Linked DNA regions of Drosophila melanogaster: region 2 is linked to region 1. Evidence: chromatin contacts called from public Hi-C data. All regions are on one chromosome and are shown on one strand. The core of a region is the stretch at or near the end of the contact, and the rest is flanking DNA. Distances in the headings are between cores, read along the strand shown. Region 1 holds the start of Sse (Separase). Region 2 holds the start of Bre1 (Bre1,).

The links. Hi-C and Micro-C count contacts between places; a contact is called where the count stands out from the background.
Region 2: a contact with region 1 is called in a Hi-C map of the Kc167 cell line, with 5 times the contacts expected there. A contact is called at or near these places in 6 of 107 Hi-C or Micro-C datasets (the Kc167 cell line, the S2 cell line, embryo and 2 more).

What each region holds. Positions count from the first base shown.
Region 1 is chr3L:5,657,731-5,665,464 of dm6, reverse strand. Sse (Separase) reads left to right here and starts at 3,218. Exons shown (of 7, transcript NM_079211.3): 1 at 3,218-3,383; 2 at 3,468-3,663; 3 at 3,727-4,198; 4 at 4,256-4,615; 5 at 4,670-4,968; 6 at 5,026-5,351; 7 at 5,408-5,765. The coding sequence starts at 3,311. The coding sequence ends at 5,586. It overlaps sif (still life), which reads right to left and starts at 7,552. Exons shown (of 35, transcript NM_001104049.4): 1 at 7,175-7,552; 2 at 5,784-6,036. CG46320 reads right to left here and starts at 1,344. Exons shown (of 36, transcript NM_001347802.1): 1 at 1,074-1,344; 2 at 1-288.
Region 2 is chr3L:5,790,397-5,798,130 of dm6, reverse strand. It overlaps Bre1 (Bre1,), which reads left to right and starts at 3,939. Exons shown (of 4, transcript NM_001300021.1): 1 at 3,939-4,075; 2 at 4,279-5,431; 3 at 5,546-6,435; 4 at 6,488-7,734. The coding sequence starts at 4,286. The coding sequence ends at 7,586. It overlaps Tektin-C (Tektin C), which reads left to right and starts at 1,588. Exons shown (of 4, transcript NM_001274520.1): 1 at 1,588-1,703; 2 at 1,757-2,001; 3 at 2,070-2,582; 4 at 2,988-3,726. The coding sequence starts at 1,829. The coding sequence ends at 3,567. S6k (Ribosomal protein S6 kinase) reads left to right here. Exons shown (of 10, transcript NM_001274521.1): 10 at 1-582.

The DNA of each region.
Region 1 (7,734 bases), core at 1,969-4,468:
GTGCGTGCGTGTGTGTGTGTGATATATCCTGCTGGTATGTCCTGGCCTATATGGCGTATACGTATGTCGAGTGTATTATTTATGCAGCAGAATGTTCTTTGCTGATACTGCTGTTTTCTTCTGCTTCTCTAGAGAGTTTTACTCCTTTGTTTGTCCTTTATTTTTGCTCTGCGTTTTCCTGTAGTCAGTTTTTCACTTGGTGCTTATTAACGGTGCGTATGATTAACTTTTGTATAGCTTAGTTGATTTTATCTTTTGTAGTTAGGGATTTTCCTCTTGCTTTAGTGCCTGCGATTAGGATATAATTTGAAATTTTGTTACGGATCTGTTGTTTTATCCTGTGGCCTTTGATTTGGCAACGCCTTTCGCGGCCCACCGAAAAAATGTTCGTTTTTGGCCTGCTTTTTTCGTATGTTTTCGAAACTAATTTCGTTAATTATTAACTGATCACTTTTCACTTTATTTTTAGGAATTTTCGGTGTGTCTGAGTTCGATTTTCGACTGGAAATAACGAGATATTCCGTTTTTCGACACGAAACCGAGAAGGATGAAGGCGCTGTGTATTTTCGTGTAGCCAAAATACCTACAAAACTTGACGAAGCCCAAACGAAATGTTTTCACTTGACGAAACGGGAGAGCAAAGCGGTGGCGAGAAGAGAAAGCGGGCAAGAGCGTAGAAAGAGAGCAAAGTAGAGCAGGAGATGAGCGTCGAATTACAGCGACAGCCGAAAATTGCTGCCCCTCCCCCTCTCCGACACTCCTCTTTCTTCTCCCACAGGCTTATATTTTAATTTCGATTTCTTTCTTGGTTTTCCGTCGTTATCCTTTATTTTGTATGCCCTCAGCCTCTGCTTCTTCTTCTGCCTCTGCTCCTGCTTCTCTCCCTGCGAGTGTGTGTGTGTGTGTGTGTGTGTGTGTTGGCTTAGCTTAGAGGTATGTGCAGTGGCTTCAACGCCCCCTTCACCCCTCTCTTTTCGCTGCGTGTGTGCCTCAAAAAAGTTGCATAAATCACCACACCTTAATTTACTTAAATGTCTTTTCTTGTTGCGGAATGTTTGTTGCTTGAATTTTACTTGATTAATTCATTTTCGTCTGCCTCGTGGGCGTTTTATCCACTGGGGCTGAAAAGTATGCTACGCTCTTTCCGCTTTTTCAAATGGCTTTTCTTAGGATTTTTCTTATTATTTCAGCTGGTTTTTATACTTAGTTATTTTCTATTTTTTGTGAAGCTAGTTAAAAGCTTTATTTTGTTTATATTAGTATTTTTTGGAAGCAAGAAAAAGCGACAAAACACAACCGTCGACGTCGACTTCGAAATTCGTTTTGAGTCGCTCAAATGCAGAGGGATGCTGCGACGCCGACTGCGCAGTCGACCGCGACATCGCTGCAACTGTTGGAATGTGTGCCACACACACACACACATACTCTCGGTATTTTTTTTGTTTTTGGGGTGGCTTAGCTCTTGTTGTTTTTGGCCTTTCGTTACATGTGCTGCTGTGTGCGAAAGTTTTAATGTCTCCCCAATGCATATGTGTATGTGTGTGTGATTTGGCGTACGTGTGTGTTAATGTAATATTAATGTTATAATTTGCTAGGCGGAAAGGACAACGAACGTGCCGAGTTAGCGACATTAATAATGCAGCCAAAAAACATAAAGGATAAAGGCCAGTGAATTTAAAGGGGGGCTTGGTGATAGGGCTGGCTTAGTGGTGTGAGGGGGTGGTGTCTTTTCTTTTCCATCATGACAATCAAGCTAAAAAATTTCCGATTAAAGGATCAAGCCTCTCTTTTCCAACACTGGCCCACCAGGCAAAAGTTCTTGAACAGCACGTTTCCCGACAAAGTAAAAGTGAAAAGCAACATCAAAATTAATAAGTAGAAAGGATGCTGACGCTCGCGTCGCTGTCGCTGTCGGCAGTGGCAGCGGCCGCAGTAGCGGCAGAGGCAAAACCAAAGAGAGCAAAGGTCCTTATACCCCTGCGCCAATTCAATATTTATCGAAGCTTTCGTTGAGTTAAAACAGCGACCAGCTGCAGCTTCTCTAACGGTAATTATTCGCTCTAGCCGCTTGCACTTCAAAGTTTTTAAAGGTTTAACAAATGTTTTTGCATATTTTGAATATTGTTAACAACTCGTTTTAATTAGCAAGAAATACTTGAAAATTGTATTTCAGAAATAGGCGTGGCATCAAAGCTCGAGCCGCCCACTCGCATCGGTTAAATACCGTTATCTCTTGCTGCCTCCAAAAGACGTCATTAGAAAACTGCAGTTTGCAGCTGACGTCGGCAGAGGCGGCAGCAGAGCTCCAGACGCACGTCACAAAGTCTTGGAAAAAGTACATATTTAAAAATCAACAAAAAAGCCAGCTTAAAAGTTAACCAAAAGTCAAAAAATAAAATATTGTATCTCGGCTCGCATATGCATTAATTGGCCGCCTATATGTACGGTATGTACATATGTGTGTACTTGGCTTTTGTTGTTGCGTAAGGTTTTTAGGGCAACTAGAGGGTGTGGTTTAGGGTTGCCAAAAACTAAAAGGCTTTAAAGGCTAAGGGTTGACCCTCGGAAATGAATATGAACTGCATTTGATGGGAAAATAGCGCTAATATATTTTAATCAGACACTAAAACACTTGAACAAATATTTAATTGATGTTAAGGCTCCATTTTGAGAGGGTGTGGTTGCTGCGCAGCTTCCGCTGCTCATCCTTATTTAGGTGGCGTGGCAACCCTAACATCTGTTTTCCGGCCAACCTGCAATCTCTTGCACCTTTTCATCTCGATTCATGTTTTTATGAATGAACGGCCGCAAACATCAACAAGAGGGAAAGCTTTTTGCTGACAGCAAAACAACAAAAACGGGTGTACTAAAAGCTATAATGCCTTAAATCGTACGATTATAGTTTATTGGGCATAGGATGTTATAAAATTCTTAATTACTTTAAAACTACATAACTATGATCGTAAAAATTACAAGTTATCTGTAATTAATACAGTAATATGGCGTACCCGAATTGCTTGCAGAAAAGTAAATATTAATATTCATATTTTTAATTAAGTTTCATTTTTGTTAAAGCTTACGAATTTGACTAATATTAAGTACAATGCTTTTCACAATAATAACCGCGAAATTCAAAAAAAGTACTAGAAAATACCACAAAATGAGCTAGTTTCCTATCGCACATCGCCCATCGATAGCTCAGTGTTGGTAAAGGCTACAAGGCATCTATCGATATCGTCCGAAGAGGAGGAAGCAATTTGCGGACTCGAGTTTGAAAATAAGCAATTAAGTAAATAATAAATAATAGGAAATGCTGGAAACCGGTGACGAGGCTGAGATGCTGGCCGGTTTCACCAGTTCAGATGTTGGCCCCGAGGCGAAGGGTAACTATATAAGCAGACCCAGAAACTTCGAAATTCCCACTGCATCTTCGCAATAATATGTTAATGTTCATGTTTCTTCTGCAGAATATAATTTACTGCGCGCCGATGAGGAATACCGCAATGGCAATGTGGAGCACTCAATTTACTACCAGGTTAAAGCCCAGTTCCAGTCCACCGATCTGCGTTACCTTACCGAATCGGCGGAACTGGAAAATCAGCGTCCCACCGCAGAGGAGCTGATCAAATCAGCCACTAAACTGGAGAAAAAGGACTACAAAAGGTGATATATAAACTAACTAAACTCTTTTAAAACTCAAACAAACATTACCAACATTATTCTTAGCAAAAAATTTCTGCAGAACATCATCAAGTACCTCCAGCAAATGGAGCAGGAGAAACAGCCAAAGAAGCCAATCAACGAAATACCAGAGTATCTAGACTTCCTGGATGATGTCCAGGATCCTACAGAGGGTCTAACTCGCATTTCAGAGAAATGCAATAGTCTGCCCCAAGAATGGTGTGTCCTCCAGCTCTGCAAGAGCTTTAATCCCGCCACCACCTACTCCGTTTTCAATGAGATCATTGCCAGCGATGGAGCAATATATCTCACTCTGCTCCGACACTGTAGAAGTTCCCAACTGGGACCGATTTGCCTGAAAATTTCCAACGAAAATACGGCAAATCTCTTTCGAGAGTATAGCACTCTGGTGGAAAGATTTAGGCGAGTGGTAACCGTGGATCCACTCAACATGAAAGGTAAAGAGGCTAAGCAGAAGTATTGGGAGGAGCTGAATGGTTTTGACACTTTTCAGCAAGTAAGTACTACACATTAATATCAATGTATCTTATTAGCATTACTTTACCTCTTCTAGAAACTACTTGCCGACTTTCGGGACATAATATCTCCATATTCCTTTCTGTTCTTTGGCAAAAGATATGACTGCACTGTTGTTCAAAAACAAATCAAAGCCACCTATACTCGTGTTGACGATTTCTGTCTGCTTAATCAATGGGGTACCCACCAACGTGTTTTACTTTCCCAAGCGGCCTCGCATGCCAATCGACTGGAAATCGCAGATCTCAAACTCATCTGCTATGAGCTGTCGAGCAACGAAAATGAGATCCAGTCGGCATACGAATTGCTTAAGGGTTTGGCCAGCGACTGGGCGGAAGTGGAGGAGCGTCAGCCCCTGGCGAGCAGAAGATTTCCCATCATCCTGGTAGTCGATGAGGTAGTTCATCTGAATTTCTATACTATAATACATACTACTATATTATTTATGTAGCGTCTAGACCACCTCCATTGGGAACAACTAGTCACCGTGCAGGAATTCTCCCGCGTCAAATCACTGCATTGCCTATGGCGCTTGTTCCAGAATCACAAATCAAACATAAAGCATGGCTACTACACAACAAATATTAAACGTGGCATGTGTGTAATAAACCCAGATGCGGATTTGGTCAACTCCGGCCGCAGGCTGCGTAGCTTTTTTGAGTACTGGCTCTCCCAGTGGCAGCATCTTTTTGAAACCGTGCCCAATGAGGAGGTGATGGTGAAACAGGCGCTACAGGCGGATTGCTTTGTGTAAGATATGATTGCAAGCGAACAATGGCATTCTAATACTTTTGCCTTAAATTTTAGATACGCAGGTCACGGTTCTGGGCTGCAGTACGTCAATGGTCGCATAATTTGCCGGGCTCGGGTACGCAGCGTTGTTTTTCTATTCGGCTGCGATTCTACACGCATGTTGGGCACGGGCCTGTACAGCGCATTGTATGGAGCCCATGATTATTACCATGGAGCTCTGTGTCCTTCGATAGTTGGTACTCTCATGCCCGCCTTGGATGGTAATATGGATACTGTTTCGGTGACAATATTGAGTCGTTGGTTGGCCCCGGGGGATAACAAAGTGATTCCGTGGACACATATTGATCGGGTGCCTTGGCTCAAAAATGGCATTATAAAAGGTAATGTCTTATTTATATTATTAAGTTACATATTTAAGGAATTCTTTTAAATTTAGGAAAAGATGAAACCACGCCCACCATGAACGATCAACCCAACTACCATCTGGGCAGCCTGTGCTCTATCCTATCTCTCGTACAGCAAGGAAAAGTGGAGCCGAATATCTACAACTGCTGCATTTACGTGTGCCGCGGACTTCCCGCATGGAATTTGGCCGTGGAAAAGCTGCCTTTATAGCTCATTTCGTCGTGGAGTCGATCTCCCTAAGCAAAGTTTTGCGTATGGAACTGTGTACAATAATTTAATTTAATTGAACTACTTCATTCAAGTGGAAAGTGGTGCTCAAAGTTTGCATTAAACGCTAAATGTAACACTCAGAATAGTAAAAATAAACTAAACATTTATATATTAGGAAGAAATTCCAAGGCACTTACCTTTTCTTAGTTTATTTGGAAGATTGAGTGATGTTTCCTTATGGATTTAGCACTTTAACTGAAGTGTCCTTGATTTCGGTTAAGTTTTTAGTTTTAAGTAGAAGTTTTAAACATGTTTAGACTTTGTACATTGTGTTGTTGGAACTTTAAACCGTTTGAGAACTATTTAGATTAATTGATTTAGGTTAGAGTTTTCGTTTTCCTTAGTTGGAATCATGCCAGATACAGAGTACAGATTCATTCTTACATTTGCCTGTGCAAGAGTAGGGAGTGAAAAACATTAATTCGAGTACAAATCGCAATGTGGGTGAGGTAAAGTAAAAAAGTGAAAGTGTGGTGCAAACGACAGTCAGAGAGAAAGATATTGAGTGAAGGAAACATTGAGAATTTATAAAAATGCAATATAATTGAAATGCGAGTGGGGATTAGGCTAAACCCTCGTCCACGGGGCGAATGTGCAATAATGCCTGAATGCCCAGAAACGCCCATATATTTATTTACTCGCACTCGTACTCGGGCTTGTCGCCCAGTTTGCTCTCCAAAAACGCGACTCATCTCACCTCGTTCCCATCCTCGTCCTCGGGTTGCCCTTTTGGCCAGAGCTTTTCCCCCACCGAACCTGCGGCGACCTCCAATCGCCCAGCATCGCATCTACTTGACCTACTAACGCCTGTCGCATTATGACACACATTCGTTAATTAGGCCCAACCCAATAACTTCTTTTCTTCCCAGCCATCTAATCGCCGAGCGCGCGGCGTATGCGTAATATGCGTGTGTTTTTCTTTTTTTGTGTTACGGCCTCGATTTGCATGCCATAAAAAAAGGCAGACACACCTTGGCGCGTCCCTATTTTTATGATTTACCAATAGCTGGGATGGGCGGCCAGTGTCCTTCGTCCTTCGTCGTGGTGTCTCAATGCCGTGCCCATGCAGCGAGTTAAATCAAATTAGCACCCGTAGGGGCAGCAAATCCGAGGTGCATGCCATGCCACACCCCCAAAACACACACACACGCAAACAGACACACACTCACACGTACGCGAGAATCGCGAAATCGAGAAATGGGGACAGGGAACAAGGAACAAGGACTTGGAACATGACAGGAGACAGCGTCAGAAGGAGGATATTACATAACAGGCGCTCCCCATGTAAATCTGGTTGTAAATTCCCAGTGTGTGTGTGTGTGTGTGTTTGTGTGCCTCTGGGTGTGTTGGTGTTGTTGTGCTCTTGTGTGTGCTTGTGTGTGGGTACGAGTGGTTGTGGTTTGGCCCAAATGAATATGCGATGACGTTGACGTTGCTATTGTTATTGTTATTGTTTTCTATCAGTGGATGCTGATGCTTTATTATTGTTTGCCCAGTTAAAAAGGTAATTTTCTCATTTTCTTTTAACCTTGAACTCTTAGTTTTCGCCAGCATTTTTCCTTTCCATATTTGTATAACTTATGCGTTGAAAAACTGTTTTCATTTTATGCCAAAAAAAAAAAATTGTACAAACTTTTTCCGTTTACTTTGTGTAATTTTAATTTTTTTAATGGTTTTTTTTTTGGTTTTGGGGTTTGTGGGTTTTTGAAAATTTGTTGCTGAAACGCTTTGTTAACTTTGTTGAAATTCTTTTAGTTGTCTAAGTTATTGTTTTTGGTTAAGTTTGATAATTGGACTTGAGGGTCCTTTATTTTTGGGTCTTCATATTTTTCTGTGTTAATATGGTGTAAATGTAAATTCCGCCGCGTTGCACACAACAATTCTCTGGCAGAGATCAACTGAGACTGAGCTCGACGCTGGCCTTAGTTGCATCCTTTTGGGTATCCTGCTCCTGCTTCCTTGGCGAAGGACAAAAATCGCGAGAGAGCGAGCCCGAACAAAATGTTGCAAACTAAACCACAACAAAAACAGCCAAAAGGGCCAAGAGCCAAGAGGCAGAGAGGCAGCTGGAGAAAAAGAGAGAGAGAA
Region 2 (7,734 bases), core at 2,690-5,189, 130 kb before region 1:
CAGGGCTCATATTGCCAGGGTGCAGCTCCTCCAAGAACCGACTTCCGGTTCAGGTCAAGTGCCCCAAAAAGTGTACAGTCCAACTAGGTGGTGAACCTATTAATTACCTACAAAAAAATCCCCAGTGAACTCATCACCGAGATGATGGTACAGAATAGAATTCGAAAATTTCCAAAGTTCACTGTTCATAAGCCATGAAAAACAGAAAGCCACACAGGCTTAATTATAGTTATTTTCAATTTCGTAGGCGGAAATACTGTCCGAGGGGGGCGTGGCCAGATCTGTTGACAGCCCACTTAAGCGGCTCTAATTGCACACACACCAAAATAGCCCAGTCGATAAGAAGTTCTGGATGAGAGCTGCCACAAGCCATAAGATCGTTGAAGCCAAACGAAGTACGAAACTCGAGAATCCGAAAGATACAAAGCGAGCATTGCAATGTCGACAGCCAGAGATCCTAGTTAATTAAATTGTACATTTCTATCGTTTAGCTGTAAGCGCAGTGCGTATATGCGACTATGTGGATATAAAAAGAATGTATATGGCAAATGTGTATCGTAATATATTAAAACTTAATTTTACAAAAAAAAAATTAAACGAAATGTTTGTTTGGTTGGCGGGGGGGGGGGGGTGTTTTCTCGATGCGAAGCTTTGGGAGCTTTTAAGCGCCGTCAACCGAAATGGGGGCTCGTCAGCGGCTCTCAAACTGTGCCGAGGAAGTTTGAGAGCCTATGAAGGCGGTAACTAATTAATAAATTTCCTTTTATTAGCACATGCCTTTTAAGTTTACACAATTTTAATAGTTTCTAAATGAAAGTGAAATGTAACTATTATTTATTTGATTAGTTTTTTTTCTTTATTCAGTGGTTTCTATTTATGCTAGTGCCCTTTTTACGCTGCTCTTTCAAATGCCAATCATCGACGTTTCTTTATTTTTAGCCATTTCCCACCTGGGCACGCAAATGGCAATTGATTAGCATAATTAATGGCAAAAACTTTGCAATAAAGTAAAAAGTTCGAAGAAGGGCCCCGAGCCAAGTCAAATGACGGAGGCGCAAAAGCGAAAGTATGTTAGCATAAATCGATCAAGGAGGAGCAGCCGCCGGCCGAAAGGGGGAATCCCACCGAGGTGCCGTAAGACGGGACCGCAAGGTGCAGGAGCAGCCGGCGGCTCCTTCGCCGGATTTGAGCGCTGTGTGCCCAATTGGATTGACTGTCAGGTGACACACGGCACAAGCGCATTGGACGAGCACATGCACACGGTCGTATGGCATTGGTACACTGAGAGAAAGGGAGCCGAGGAATTGGAAATATTTAGGATAATAGCATATCATTCTACAATTTGGAAAAGAGGAACATTATGTGCGTTCTCAATAATGAATTTATATTACTACTCCCATGTTTATCATGCTAAGATGCATCATAGTATTAGGTTAAACACCCTACTTTGGTGCAGTGTATGCTAAAGGGAAGGGGGGGGGGGAGGTATGACTGGGGCTAGTCAGCAACATAACAATAAATACCGCTAGGCAACCGTAAATTCCCTAGCATGAATCGATTTAACATGACCGCGGGAGCGGAGGGCAGGCCACTCAGTTCGCCAGCGAAGCTCCTCCGTCCAACTCCGGCCGAGATTCCGAGCCAGGCAGCCAGCCAGCCAGGTACATACGATTTCCTGCCCGGTCTCCAGAGAAGTGTGCCAGGTGGGTATAATCGAGTGTAGAGATTTGCAGTGACAGTTCCACTTTTTACCCAGCGCTCCTTGCATACATTTCTTATATACATACTTCTTATGCAATCTTAATCGCACCCAATCCCAGCGAGAAACATGTTGCCCAACCTGAAGTCGCGCCGCATCAGCGGCCTGCAGCTGGCCGGGAAGCACCTGGGTCCGGTGGCCAAGTGCCCGCCCAGATATTCCGAGGAGGACTGGGACTATAACAACAAGATCAAGTTTCGAATCACCTGCGACCAGGAGAAGCTGGCGGAGCGGATCGTGGAGTGAGTATATCGGGCGGGTGGCGGATTCATTGGGAGCGGATTCAAGTTGGTGACCCTATTCTATGCAGGGAGTCGCGTCGCGTGGTGGACGAAACGAAGGACACCACAAAGAACTGGCAACGGGAGGTGGAGCACCATATGCGCGAACGGACGAGCGAAATCCGATTCCTGGTGGACGAGTTGAATCGCCAGAAGAAGACCGCCGCCCTGGAGGATGAGGCCTTGAACACCTATCGCAATCGCGTGCTGAACTGCATCGAGTTCCTGAAGGACAAGTCGCTGGCCATTTGCAAGCAGTGCCTGATCCTACGCGAAGGTCGGATCGGTGTGGATTTGTGCGACGACGAGGTGGATCGCTCGCTGCGCCGTGAGCTCAAGGTGATCAAGGGCTGTCAGGGATTGGCCGATGCCGCCCTCAAGGAAGCCGAGGAGCAGATCCGCAAGCTGCGCGCCGCCATCTATTTGCTCGATCAGGATCTGGCCGCCAAGGATAAGTCACTGGCCATCGACGAGAAGAACCTGAAGCTCAAGGAGTTCCAGCACGACCTGGCTAAGGGACAGGATTTGTCCAAACAGCATTGGTAGGTTTTTGAAAACTAGGTTGCATGTCAATCACACATGTTGGGGTTTCCTTTTTAAGGAATGATGAAGTGGATTGATTATTAATCTTTTTTCTTTCACTTTTATGCGTAAGTCATTTCGGTGTTCATCAGTACAAGGAGTTTAAAAGGATAAACATTTTACTAGAGTCTTATCCACAAATTCCATTACAAAGTCAAGTAGTTGTTCCCCTTTTCAGTTAGGAATGGAATTGAGGAAGGTCAAACCTAACAATGAAACCGCAGTTTCCTTGGTGATATGGGATAGAGTTGTCCTGAGTCTATTTTAGTGCATTGGAATTAAGTGATTTATTTACAACCACTCAAATCGACCTGATAGTTGCCATGACTCCACCATGCCTTTACCCCCTTCTCTTCCTTACCCAGCCAATTTTCGCTGACCGAGTGGCAGGCGCAGACGTACGAGAATCTGGAGGCCAACGCCAAGGCGCTGGTGTCCGCCGGGCAGCTGCGGGCCTACATCGATTTGCTGCTGAAGCAGGTGTGCGAGGATATGCAGAACCAGACGGACAGGACCAACGAGGCCTTTGAGCGAAGGATCTCGGAGACGAAGCACGTGAAACAGTGTTTGGAGAACAAGCACAAGGACACCATGGATCACATCCATCAGGTGCAGCGCAACATGACCGAGCTGGAGAAGGAGATGATGGACAAGCAGCGGGCCATTACACTGTGCCAGACGCGGCTCAGCAATCGCGCCCATCGTCCTGGCCTGGAGCTGACCTGCGACATGGTCCAGGATGCGCTTTACAACGAACTGCAGGCGCTGAAGGCATCCGTATGCAAGCTCAATCAGAAGCTGAACGAGAACAAGGCATCCATGCGCTACCTGATGCACGTCCAGGTGATGCAGGAGGAGGAGATCAACATCAAGGCGAACACCTGCAAGATCGACGAGGTCGACTGCATGACCCTGCGACAGGCCCTGAAGTACCAAACATTTTAGTCGGGCAGCACTACATCCAGTACAGCACCAGTCCAGTAGTCGCCACACAGCCCAGCCACCAATAATCAAATTAAAATCTAATTATTAGATGCATGTGCATTTCGTGTTCGATCCCAAATTACTTAATAAATTGAAATTCACTTTCGATTTCCAGTTACCAAAACTATGGCTTTTTAATGCATTTTTAAATTGTTCATTTTATTCGAAATAGTTAATCATATATTTCTTTTGCTTAATTTTCGTGAATTTAAATTTCCCGCTTTGAATCTAGTATTTTTAGTTTTACCTGCCTCTATTCGATATTTACCGCTAAGCACAGACATATAGTTATCGATAACGTGAACGCAAATGCGAGGGAGTATTGCAAATAGTGTTACCGTGCTGCTGTGAAAATTCCCAGGTGTGACCGCAGCCCGCATTCGATATTGATGAAGCCAGGCAAAACGTAGAAAAGCAAAAGAAAACCTTAATTAATGTTAAGTTAAAAGTGTATAAACCCGAGATTAAGGTAAGTGGCCCACCACCATCTAGATTTTGAGTACACCGAAGGCATGGCGATGTTGGCAGTGGCGGGAGCGTTACGCCTCTACCGCCACCGCCTCCGCCGCACACGATAAAAAATGGAGTACAGCCACGAATGGGCAAATCAATAATTTTCAACACTCCAATTGTTTTTACAACTGAAATCAGTCCTAATCTTGTTTTCCGCAGTGCAAGGATGTCGAAACGGAGCGCCGACGACGCCACCGGCAGCAGCTGCTTGGTGGCCGCCGCAGCCGCCGGCCAGCCGCCCATCAAGAAGGTGCACTTCGAGCCCCATCTGATTGGGCCGGTGTCCACGCTGGAGGAGATGGACATCAAGGTGCTGGAATTCCAGAACAAGAAGCTAGCACAGCGCATCGAACAGCGGATGCGAACGGAGGCGGAGCTGCGACATCGAATCGAGCAGCTGGAAAAGCGGCAAACGCAGGACGACGCCGTTCTAAACGTGGTCAATCGGTATTGGAATCAGCTGAACGAGGACATACGAGTCCTGCTGCAGCGCTTCGATGCCGAGACGGCCGACGAACTGGAGAACCGGAATGAGAACGAGGTGACCACCTCGTTTCTCGCCCAACTGTCCACCTGGGACAAGGAGGAGCTGGACGAGAAGCTGGCCAACCGCGTCCAAGTGTCCAAAAGGGCGGTCGCCAAGATCGTACAGGTTATTGATAGGTTAATGCAACGCAATGAAAAGATAACTCATGTCTTGAAAGGTGATAGTCTGGCTTCAGCTGGCTCCGGTTCAGGAGCGGGAGCTGGCGGCGAGGAGGAGCAGCAGCAGGCCAGCGGCGATGCGGAGACCACAACGTCATCGGCCGGTGTCCATGCGCTAGAGGAAACCCTGAAGCAAACGCACATCGAGATCATGAGCGAAAATCACAAGCTGCAGAATCTGAATACCTCGCTGCACGAGAAGTTCCACACCATGTCGCTGAAGATGAAGGAGTACCAGGACGCTCATACCGCCAAGGAGACGGAGAACGCCGAACTGAAGAACCAGATAGACGAACTGCAATATGACCTAGAGAAGATCCATTGCCGGAATGATAAGCTGGAGAACCACTTGGCCGAGGCTATTGAAAAGCTGAAGGCCTACCACCAGATTTACGGTGATCCCAATAAGAGCACTAATAGTGCCAAGACACCAACTACCACAGGCAGCGGCGGCGCCACCACCAGCGTTAATAGCCAGCTATTGGAGGAGCTGCAAAAGGAGCTGGAGGAGTACCGCGAACTGGCCAACAACCGACTGCAGGAGCTGGATAAGCTTCACGCCACGCATCGCGAAACCCTGAAGGAGGTGGAGAAGCTTAAAATGGATGTAAGTTTTGAATGAATAATGTATTAGCTTATCTGGAGCATTGCTAATTATAGTTAGTCATTTCGTTTATATTTTCTTTGTATTATACTGATTCATCCTTAAAATCCATTCCAGATACGACAGTTGCCGGAATCGGTAATTGTGGAAACCACGGAGTACAAGTGCCTGCAGAGCCAGTTTTCCGTGCTCTACAACGAGTCCATGCAGATAAAGACCATGCTGGACGAGACCCGAAACCAGCTTCAAACGAGCAAGAACCAGCATCTGCGACAAATCGAAGTGATGGAGAGCGAGGAACTTATTGCCCAGAAGAAGGTGCGCAGCGAGATGATCCAGATGGAGGACGTTTTAGCCCTCATCCGAAAGGAGTACGAAACGCTACGCATTGAGTTCGAGCAGAACATGGCAGCCAACGAGCAGACGGCACCCATCAATCGCGAGATGCGCCACCTGATCACCTCTCTACAAAACCACAATGGCCAACTGAAGGGTGAGGTGCAGCGCTACAAGCGAAAGTACAAGGACACGTCCACGGACAACTTGAAGCTGCGTCAGGAGCTGGCCGATGCACTAGCTACACTCGAAGGCAACAAGTTGCAGGCGGCGACTGGTGCGGCTGGCGAAGAAATCAAGCAGGAGAACTCAACAGGTGTGAAGGAGGAGAACTCCAACAACGTTTCCGCCAGTGGACAAACAAACCAAACAAATTCCGGCAACGATACCAACGTAGCCATCAAGGAGGAGAACCATATCTCGGCTGAAGATGAAGCTGATGACGAGGCCAGTGGTAAGGACGTAAAAGACGGCATCAAGCAGGAGAAGCTCAGTTCTGGAGACGCGGCGGCAGCTGAGAAGAAGGATTCCCCTGGACCCGGAAACTCAACAAGTTCTGCGACCAATTCTGTTCCCGTCAAAAACGAAAAGGATTCCAAGGATGGTGTCAAGGGCAAGGATGTGAAGGCAGTGGAAAGTGAAACGGTGCGCGATCTGAAGGCGCAACTAAAGTAAGTTTGTTCAGCAATTACGATTATCTATTTAACATTGTTTGATTTACAGAAAAGCACTGAACGACCAGAAAGAAATGAAACTCCTGCTGGATATGTACAAAGGCGTATCGAAGGATCAGCGCGACAAGGTCCAGTTGATGGCCACCGAAAAGAAACTGCGCTCCGAGATCGAGGAGCTCCGCCAGCAGCTGAAGAAGCTGCAGGAAAGCAAGCGCGAGGAACGCAAGAAGCTGGCCGACGAGGAGGCGTTACGTAAGATTAAGCAATTGGAGGAGCAGAAGTACGAGCTGCAAAAACAGATGGCCAACCACAAGCCAACGGATAATTCTTGGGGCAGTGGAGCCCCCGGCACAGCGAACTACACGCGACCGTTTGTTGGTTCCCACGAAGAGGAGGCACTGCTGAACGAGATGGAGGTTACCGGCCAGGCGTTCGAGGACATGCAGGAGCAGAACTCCCGGCTCATACAACAGCTGCGTGAGAAGGACGATGCGAACTTTAAGCTAATGTCGGAGCGCATCAAGGCCAACCAGCTGCACAAACTTCTGAGAGAGGAAAAGACGGTGCTGGAGGATCAGATGGCAACGGCGACCACGCAAATCGAAGCCATGCACATTGTGCTGCGAAAGCTGGAGGAGAAGGAACGCAGCCTGCAGGCCACCGTCGCGTCGATTGAGAAAGAGTTGATGCTGCGGCAGCAAGCAATGGAGATGCACAAACGCAAGGCGATTGAATCGGCGCAATCGGCAGCGGACCTCAAGCTGCATCTGGAAAAGTATCACGCGCAAATGAAGGAGGCGCAGCAAGTGGTGGCGGAGAAGACCAGTTCGCTGGAGGCGGAGGCCTACAAGACCAAGCGGCTGCAGGAGGAGCTGGCGCAGTTTAAACGCAAGGCGGAGCGCATGAAGAAGATGGAAATGTCGGGCACCACCATCGACGAGGTGATGATTGAGGAGATCCGCGAATACAAAGAAACGCTCACGTGTCCCTCGTGCAAGGTGAAGCGGAAGGATGCTGTCCTGTCAAAGTGTTTCCACGTCTTCTGCTACGACTGCCTGCGCACTAGATATGAAACGCGGCAGCGGAAGTGTCCCAAATGCAACTGCGCCTTCGGCGCCAACGATTATCATAGGCTATATCTGCAGTAGATAAGCGATAATTTAGATACGTTCCGGTCATGTCCTATTCATACACAAATCCACCCACGCCACACACCACTACCGCACACCCAGCATTCATGCCGGATTATTATTCATTATGCATATATTACCTACGTACTAATATTTGGTTAAGTAG